2 separate regions of the Macaca mulatta genome follow, and region 1 is linked to region 2. A link is a contact called in public Hi-C data. All regions are on one chromosome and are shown on one strand. Each heading gives the region's core, a stretch centred on a gene start, on an enhancer-like site or on the middle of the called end of the contact. The rest is flanking DNA. Distances are from core to core; before and after follow the strand shown.

Region 1 (5,079 bases), core at 1,348-3,847, 38 kb after region 2:
AACAAAACAAAACAAAAAAAAACCTTTACAGAGTAAAAGGCATGGAAGGAGCTTCTTAGTAAAAGAAACTAGTTGTTAACTTTAATGCTGGCACTGCTCCAACTAAGTAATGAAACAATGACACTGCCCCAATTAAGAGATAAGACACCTTGATTTCAGAATGGTATAACACAAATTTGGGATGGTTTTATCTGGCTTACCCCTCCTTCTGTCAGCTCAGTCACCTTGCCCTTGCCTCCTCAACCCCCGACTTTTTTTTTTTTTTTTTTTTTTTTTTGAGACAGAGTCTCACTCTGTTGCCCAGGCTGGAGTGCAGTGGTGAGATCTTGGTTCACTGTAATCTCTGCCTCCTGAGTTCAAGTGATTCTCCTGCCTCAGCCTTCTGAGTACCTGAGATTACAGGCATGCACCACCACGACCAGCTAGTTTTTGTATTTTTAGTAGAGACAGGGTTTCACCATGTTGGCAACACTGGTCTCGAATTCCTGACCTCAGGTGATCCACCTACCTCATTCTCCCAAAGTGGAGGATTATAGGCATGAACCACCGTGCCCAGCCACTTTGCCCCTTTATGTTGGGAACAGAGAAATCATACCAAAGATATCTGGCCCAAAAGCACTGGAGATATGGGATGGATACCCAAAGAACTATGTATTCACACCATTATATTACAAAGTACTGACTGGCATGCCATTGAATGTATTTATTGATTAGCTCCAAATGGAACATTTTGGCTATGTGGCACTAACCTATGGCCATGGTTACTTCCAGGATAGTTAGGATGATGTTCTTCAGGTTATGCTTAACCATATGGTCGAGTAGTTCGTACTTTGCCAAAACCTGCACATTTTCCTTATTTATGATCTCATTGGGTTCATTCTGTGTTCCATTGGTATGATCATTTAGCTTCCATCTTCATACCACAACTGAGTGTTGAAGATGTTATTTGGCATACAGAGGTCCTAACCAATTATACCCAAACTATAGCTACATGGGTATTCCATTATTAAACAATAAAGTTACTCTTACGGAAAAGGCTATATTACAAAACCATATGACTTTTGACATACTCACTGAAGCCCAGGGACGAACCTGCACTATCATAAAAACTGTGTGTTATGTCTGTATCCCAGATGAATCAGATAATGTGACTATGTTAATGGATAATATGAAAACCTCAACAACTAAACTTTCAGATTCAATACATCTTTAAACAACTGGCTAAGCAGCTAGTTTTGATCTTGAAGACTTGGTGGCAAAAGCTGTTACTTATTCTGGGAATCATGTTCATTTGTTGTTGTCTTGTTTTTGTCTGCACGGCTGTTAGACTGCCACTGTGCCTGGCTATTAATCAGATTTTAAAATAAAGTTAAAAAAATTTTTTTACAAATTTACACGAAAAGCAAGTACTGTTCTCAAACATGATTGTGCGACAGACAGTGCAGCTTGCCAGAAATAGGTTTCTCTCATGAAAATTCAAACCGCTCCGCACACGGCCATCTGCTTTCTTCTTCAGCAGGGACTAACACCAGGGCAACTGTATTTCCCTAAATACCTTAGGAAAGTAGTTCAAAACCTAGATATATCTTGGTCAGAACAAAACCTGGTCAACACTCACGATAAACAGTATATATAATTCCTTAAATGAAATATAGAGGTTTGTAATATAAGATAATCCATCTTTTTCTGTGGATTTCCTACTAATGAAATACATTCTTGGAGACCCAAAGACTGAAGTTATACCACTTCTTCTTAATCTTTTAAATATTATTTGTAGGCCAGGCATGGTGACACACTCCTATAGTCCCAGCTACTCAGGAGGCTAAGGCAGGAGCACCCTTTGAGCCCAGGAGCTCCAGCCTGTAGTGTGCTGCTAGCACTTGTGAATAACCACTGCACTCAGCCTGGGCAACACAGCGGGACCCCATCACTAATAAAAAAGTGAGATCAACATTATTTATTGTTACTCGGGCATAAAATAAATATTCAGTACTTATTACATGCCAGAGCCTATTATGTCTGCTGCAAATATGGGCTGTCATAGAGTTATAACATGAAACCAAATAATTAGTATAATTTTAAGTGGTGATAAGCACAATTGTTTCCCCCAAGCCATACCGTTAATTTCTAACTCTTCAGATAGTCTTTAAAAAGTTTCTTACTAATTAAAAAACACTTTCGTTTTGAGAAGGGATCCCACTCTGTTGCCTAGGCAGTGGTGAGATCTCGGCTCACTGCAGCTTCCATCTCCTGGGCTCAAGCGATCCTCCCGCCTCAGCCACCCGCGTAGCTGGGACCACAGGCGCGCGCCATCAGATCTCAGTTCTCTCAACAGGACTCTCATTGCTAAGATACAAGCATCCATTAATTTCTTTTTCCTTGACTCTTTTCGCCTCTGTAGGCTTTCTTTCCTCATCCGCTCTTTAAACAAAGGCAGGCTTAAAAACAGAGAGCCAGTCTCGGCTCCTGAACCGGTCTTTGCCTCCCGCTGCCGGCCACGCCTCTTATGGGCCGGGAAGTTTACCCCACCCTGCCTGGTGATTCACCGGAAGCGCTCTCGGGAGTCCAGGAGCTTCCGCGCCTGCCCAGTTTTGCTCGGAAAGACGCCGGGAGGGGAGCTTGCAGTGCGTTCTGGGAAAGTTGCTGGGCCAGCTCTTTTGTTTCCAGCCTGAGCGTTGCTTTCGGTTTCCCGAGGGTCTTCTGAGGCACCGCGGTTCCGGGGTGCTGGGTTCCCGGCTCTTCGCTGGGAGGCCTCCTCTCCGTACCTCGTTTTTTGGCTTGTGTGGGGGTCCTCCCACCGCTGGCCGACGCCGCCAGCATGTCCGGGGTGCGCGCAGTGCGCATCAGCATCGAATCGGCCTGCGAGAAGCAGGTCCATGAGGTGGGCCTCGATGGCACCGAGACGTACCTGCCGCCGCTGTCCATGTCGCAGAATCTGGCGCGTCTAGCCCAGCGGATCGACTTCAGCCAGGGTTCGGGCTCCGAGGAGGAGGAGGCGGCGGGGACCGAGGGCGACGCGCAGGACTGGCCGGGCGCCGGGTCCAGCGCAGATCAGGACGACGAGGAAGGTAAAGCCTGCATCCGCTGCCCGAGTCCTCCGGTCTGGGTCCCAGCACCCGCCCGGGTGGCTGCCCTCCTCCTCTTCCTCGGTGGGGAAGATCCTGTGCGTGCGAGAACTTTTGAGTGTCCCACGAGTGGAAGCGTAAGGATACTGGTCGTCATCTTTTTGTTGCTGCCGGACAAGTTAGGACACGACTTTACGCAGTACTCCTGCGGGTCTCCTTGAGTGGGAGCGTTTGAGACACTGTCAAACGGTGAAATGTTTAAATGAATGCTTCTCTGTAGAAGGCCTTTAATGTGGCCCACTTGGTGGCTAAGAGTCTTAGATCGGGGCTCTGCCCCTTGCCTGCTGCGTGACCTTTGGCGCGTTACTTTGCATCCTTGTGCGGTGTGGATGATGATAGTAGCACCTACAGAAAAGAAGTCAGTGTTGACTGGAATGTGTGACGAGGTCCAAGAGGTAGGCGGGTCCAGATCCTGTAGAGCCCAGTAGGCCGTGATAAGCGTTTGACTAATGTTGAGACCACTGCAAACTTTCGCAGGATAAGTAGAGACATGATTTTGTTAAAGGTTACTCTAGATGCTTTCCAGTAAATGAATTATAGGGAAAGCAAAACTGGAAGGAAGGGGGCTGGTTAGGAGGGAAGTGAAGAAACAATGAGTAGGTTTCAGATTCTCATTATTGTCAAGGATTTTTGAAAAAAAAAATCACAATTCTTAATTTAATTATGCAGCAGACTCGGTGTAAATGGGAATTTAAAGATGTTTTTTCAGGGCAGTGCTGTTAGGAGTATTAGGAGTCCATTTGCAGAAAAACGTAAATACTACTTTATACCTCACACAAAAATTATTTCCACAATAATTTTTGAGGATTGATTGAGGTGCCAAATGAAGAAAGCAAAACAAAGTGTTAAAAGAAATAATGAAAGAATAGTTGTATTATTCTGGGAGTAGGATAGATCTTCTTAATTTAGGAAATAACGAGACAGGCATGGTAGCTCACACCTGTAGTCCCAACATTTTGGGAGTCCAAGATGGAAGGATCGCTGGAGCCCAGGAGTTCAAGACCAGCCTGAGCAACATAGGGAGCTCCTGTCTCTACAAATTAAAAAACATTTGATTTGCTGGGTGTGGTGGTGCACGTCTGTGGTCCCAGCTACTGGGGAGGCTGAAGGAGGAGAATGGATTGAGCCAGTGAGATCAAGGCTGCAGTGAGCTATGATTGTGCCACCGCACTCCAGCCTGGGTAATAGAACAAGACCCTAACAGCCACACACACAACCACACACTCACCCACCTACTTTACAAACGATAGATATATTACTTATATAAAATTTAAAAACAATGGGAAAAGATGCCATAAGCAAAGTAAAAAGATAAATGACAGACTGGGAGAAGTTCTACCCATATAACACACATTTAGTTGATATCTTCTGTATTCAAAAAGTCCCTTCAAACTGAAAAGAAAATGATGACCCTGGAAAAATGGGCCAAAGATATAAATAGCTCATAGAGGAGAGACTTCAGATACCAATAAACAAAACATAGACTCAATCTCATTAGTAGGGGCTGGGAAATTAAAACATGATGAAGATACTCTTTCCATGCACAAAATTGGCAGAAATTGAAAAGATTTTTAATATTCACGGTTAGGAATGTGAACTGATAGTGATTTTGAAAGACAATCTGGCAGTTTAGTATGTGCCAAAATTTAATTTTAACTTTTGTTTGTTTGTTTGTTTTGTTTTTTTTGAGACGGAGTCTTGCTCTGCCGCCGACTGGATTGCAGTGGTGCAATCTCCGCTCATTGCAACCCCTGCATCCTGGATTCCAAGGATTCTTCCACCTCAGCTTCCCTAGTATCTGGGACTATAGACACGCGGCACCCTGCCCGGCTAATTTTTGTATTTTTGGTAGAGATAGGGTTTCACCATGTTGGCCAGGCTGGTCTTAAAGACATGATCTCAGGTGATCCACCCTGCCTCAGCCTCCCAGAGCGCTGGGATTACAGGCCTGAGC
Region 2 (4,858 bases), core at 1,945-4,444:
TTCTTTTTCTTTTTTTTGTACTTCTTTTTCCTGTTCTTGAATCTTTCAAAAATAGCTTTTATAGTCAATGGTATTGGTTCAAAAGATGAGTCACTTGATGAATCACTTGCGTGAACACTTTCAGGTGTACGAACAAATTTTCGAATGGGGTTTCTTTTCCCCCGTTTAGGTGAGTAAGGGATACACTGAGTTTTAAATAAGCTGCTATCAGAAGAGTTATCACTAGAAAAATGAGAAAAAAATTAATTTCCTCTTTCTTACTGAATGCTTATTACCAGTAATACCCAGTCCCAAATATACATTTCTTCCAAGACCAACTCAGGAAAACATATCCAGAATTAAAAATTTTTTAAAGGATGGGCTCAGAACCAGCTGCCTTTCTGCTGACCATCCTACTTAAATAGCTCATAAAGCTACAGCTCTTATTAAAAAGAGTTTTGTAGACATCGTCTTGCTGTTACCCAGACTGGAGTACAGTGGTGCAATCACAGCTCACTGCAACCTCAAACTCCTGGAACTCCAGGGATGCTCCTGACTCAGCCTCCCAAGTAGCTAGCTAGGACTAATGGCATGCACCACTGTGCTCAGCTTAGAAAAAAACTATGTATCTTTCAAGATAACGTATGAGCTCCACAAAGGCTGTATGGTTCCGTTCACTGCTAAGAGTGAGTAAAACAAACACAGCCTACCAGACAGAAACAGGAAGAGGTAGTCTGGAAGAGATGCTAATATGACCCAAAGAATACATTTTTTTCTTGAAGAATGTGTCCCATTATAATATATTCACATTTTGAATTTAAAGTATTTGCAATGCTATTATCAATCTACATTAACTAGATAAACCTGGAAGGTCAGTGAAATCTGGTTTTCCTTCTTTCCCAATTCCTGAAAATCATCTTTACTGTCACTCATTATATAAAATAATTTCTCATAATTCAGATACAATAAATATGATTGAATCCACTCAGTTCTCCAGTAAAAACCCACTTACCTTTGATTTGCAAGTTCCATAGCATCAGATGTCACATGGTCGGTAGAATCTATTCCTGATTTATCCATCAGTTGCTTTGTTTTATAACAGTTTTCTGAAATTATGAAATTTAGTAAATGTGACAAAGCTTCCCTAAATATTGACACAGTATCTACTATAGTATTCAACATGGTCAGACTATGCCACTGATTTTAGGCAAAATCATTTGCCGGGGTTAAGCTTCTTATCCATTTCAGATCAATTTCTTTAAAAAGAAATCCAGAAATTCTATTCACAGGTTCTTTCAGTTTTTACCCTCTAAATGTATTCAATGGAACAAGATTCCAAAAAAGTACTGTCACTTCCAAAAAAAGCATCTTTCAATATAAGTAGAAAATACAGTTTTATCATTAGCCACTTACTAACGTGCAATTACCAATACAGTATTAATGTAAAATTAAAAACCATTTTCCAAGATCAAAGAGGGAATTCCTAAGGCAAAATGTGCCCTATATAAACCAGGAAAAGGATCTCCAATCAACAGACCATTTTAAACTCCTGATCACCTCTCCATTATAATTCCTAGATTCTTCATTCCTAGATTCATTTAAGTAACTGAACTTTGTCATATTGTATCTTTGCCATTATTGGTGGAAACTGACAAGTTCTGAATTCTCAACCTTTTTCAATAAACTATCATAATTCTTTGTGTTTTCATCCCCATGGTAGAGTATACAACATGCCAAAAAAAGAAGAAAAAAAAGATTCCTTCTTGTGAGCTAAAAGAAAAAACAGGTTGGTCTGGGTGGCTCAGGCCTGTGTAACACAGCACTTTGGGAGGTCGAGGCGGGCGGATCGCTTGAGCCCAGGAGCTCAAGACCAACCTGGGCAACGTGGTGAAACTCCGTCTCTACAAAAAATACAAAAATTAGCCGGGCTAGTGGCGCGCGCCTGTGGTCAGGAGGCTGAGGTAGGTGAATACCTGAGCCTGGGAGGTGGAAGTTGTATGTAGTGAGCCTCAGCACACAAGGAGACCCTTGTCTCTACAAAAAATTCTTAAGATACTGCCTAGGTGTGGTGACCCGTGCCTGTGCTCCCAGCCACTCGGGAGGATCGCTTGAGCAGAGGTGGAGGTTGCAGTGAGCCGAGATTGCACCACTGCACCCCAGCCTGGACGACAGAACAAGACCCTGTCTCAGAAAAAAAAAAAAAAAAAAAATAGGCATGGCAACAAAAATGAAGGATAACTACTTATTTCACTATTGTACTTGCCTTAGTCAATCTCTTGTCTCATTCTGTAGCTTCTTGGGACCTAACATGAGTCATTGCATATAAATCCTAGGATGAACTAGCAAAACATTTAAAATATAAAACGATAAGGTTACCAAGAGCTCAGATTTGTTAAATGCCCAATGGACCCCTGTGGTAATTTTCTGGTAGTACGTCTTATTAGCTTAAGTACAGGATTCTACGAAGTCATTATATATCGAATGCTCAAAAACGGAATTCAACAAAAATTTGGCCCCATGCATTAATGGTATACCTGTGGCTAATTTTTTTTTAAAGTAGGGATTATCAAAATAAAGCTAGCTCAAGAATCACTTTTTTCTTAGTGTTTAGAAGACACTCCTACTTGGGTGTCGATGCATCCGCTGGAATTCTGCAATTCTTAGAGGCCACGTGGGCAGAAAGCGGCGCTTTACCCGGAGCTAATTCTGTGACCACCAGCGCGTCTCTCCGGGCAGCGCCTAACCTCCAGGAAACCGGCGCTACCAATGGGTACCTCACATATGAAGGTTAAATCATTTAAATTACGTTAAGAAGGTTAAACTTGTCTGCAACACGTTTTAACACCTCCATCTCAAGATATAATGAAGCCCGCCCACACTACAACCACGTTTGTGGGCCTCATACCAGCCGCGTGGCGCGGAGTGGCCTGCAACCGTGATCCCTTCACCCTCTCGGCCCGACTTCCGAGGCTCAATCCTCCGGAACAACGCAGGGGCCGAAACCCCAGATATGCAATGCCTCCCCTGCCCAACAAGCCCAGACGGCCTTGCCCTCTTGGCAACCTACCTAAAACCGCCTCACACCGGCCCCAACCGCGCACTTGCTGCCCGTAACCCAGGCCTCGGGCCAAAACCTGCGACTGGCCTGGTGCGTGAGTCCTGGAGATTTGCACACACCACCCTCCCGATTTCAGTCCTCCAACTCCGGAAAACTAGCCGATGTCCTCCAACCGCGCGGAAGAAAAGGGTGGGATATCCCCGCGGCCCAAGTAATAGTCAGGCAGAAATCTCGCGATACAATTTAGCTCCCGGGAAGAAGGCGAGCGGTGGGAGGAGTCGCGACGCGGGGGCGCCATTTTTCTCGCCGCGCAGGGAGGAGCGACTAACGTGGGCGGAGCTGTAGCTCGCTTACTCTGAGGAGGCGGGGTTGGCGTAGGCGGAGATCGGGATTCTGGTGTTTTGCTTGCGTGACCGATTCGGTAAGTGGAATAGCCAAGAACATTTCGGCAAATAACAAAAAGAAAATGTGCGGCCAATTGTGAGTGGATGAGAACTGCGAGGAAACAGCCTCTCAGCCCGGGTCGTTTCCGGTGGTCTCGCGTTTGCTGAGCTGTCTCCCGGCTTTCTAAACCTGGTCCAGAGTATGTGGTGAGGGTGACGGGTGGGATGTGTGAATGAGTGTTTTGTCATCCTGTGTCTACTTTTGCCTTCAAAACCCTTGTGTGTGAAAATATTCGGGAAGGTTACTCGAAGTTTGTAACCTTTGTGCTGGACGCCAGTGTTATGCCGTAGCACGCCCAGGTCTCCTCCCCACCTTTGCACCTGTTTCGGGAGCTCACCCTTTCTGCCTCCCAGGAATTGGCTAACACGTCACAAGTGAGACCTGTGGAGGATTTCTTTTTCCTGTTTCCTCCTACATCCTCCCCGCCCCCCACCATTAGTTCCTTGACCAGTTCCTGAGTTAAGATTAAGCTGTGTAAACTAGTTTAGTTTTGGTGGGGTTTTTTTCTTCGAAAGTTTTTTGGTTTTTTTTTTGTTTTTCGGTTTTTTGGGGTTTTTTTGAGACCGAGTTTCGCTCTTGTTGCCCAGGCTGGAGTGCAATGGCGCGATCTTGGCTCACCGCAACCTCCGCTTCCCGGGTTCAAGCGATTCTCCTGCCTCAGCCTCCCAAGTAGCTGAGATTACAGGCATGTGCCACCATGCCCTGCTAATTTTTTTGTACTTTTAGGAGACACGGGGTTTCTCCATGTTGGTCAGGCTGGTCTCGAACTCCTGACCTCAGGTGATCCACCCGCCTCGGCCTCCCAAAGTGCTGGGATTACAGGCGTGAGCCACCGGCCTCCCAAAGAAATTTTTAAAAGGATTGAACTGGTTTGATTTTTCTGGTTTCAAACTTCTGTTTTCATATGATACACCGCAAAAACCAGTAAAGCTGTCTAATCTTATTTTATAGTTTACATCATTTTAGGATAGAGCGTGCCTTAAAAGTAATCTGGTCTCTTTACCCTCCTTTGCTCCATAGATTGGACAATTTCGGGGATAAAAAGTCTGACACTGCATTTGATCCACAGGGGCTGGGCAGTGACTAAGCTCCAGGACTGGTATGGCATGTCCTTCACTGCCATATTCAGCAGCAAGCCTAGCTGTGTAATTTGTGAGGCTCAATGCAAAATGTAAATGCAGCGTCCCTTGTCCAAAAAGAAGGGGAAAAGTGGTATTAAAGGGAAGGAACAATTAACTCCTAATGCAGAATCACTGAAATTTCACATTTCATTTTGTATTTTTTCTTTTTTTTTTTTTTTTTTTTAAGAGACGGAGTCTTGCTCTGTAGCCCAGGCTGGAGTGCAGTGGCCGGATCTCAGCTCACTGCAACCCCCAC

What was found. A called contact is a pair of places that touch in the nucleus more often than the background predicts.
Region 1: a Hi-C map of fetal cortical plate shows a contact between it and region 2, with 1.6 times the contacts expected there. The contact joins the promoter of MED17 here to the promoter of TAF1D in region 2. A contact is called at or near these places in 4 of 14 Hi-C or Micro-C datasets (CD4 T cells, fetal cortex germinal zone, fetal cortical plate and 1 more).

What each region holds. Positions count from the first base shown.
Region 1 is chr14:94,618,662-94,623,740 of T2T-MMU8v2.0, forward strand. It overlaps MED17 (mediator complex subunit 17), which reads left to right and starts at 2,598. Exons shown (of 12, transcript NM_001261648.1): 1 at 2,598-3,068. The coding sequence starts at 2,819.
Region 2 is chr14:94,579,852-94,584,709 of T2T-MMU8v2.0, forward strand. TAF1D (TATA-box binding protein associated factor, RNA polymerase I subunit D) reads right to left here and starts at 3,195. Exons shown (of 7, transcript NM_001257644.1): 1 at 3,047-3,195; 2 at 992-1,085; 3 at 1-222. The coding sequence starts at 1,059. It overlaps C14H11orf54 (chromosome 14 C11orf54 homolog), which reads left to right and starts at 3,307. Exons shown (of 11, transcript XR_013404261.1): 1 at 3,307-3,458.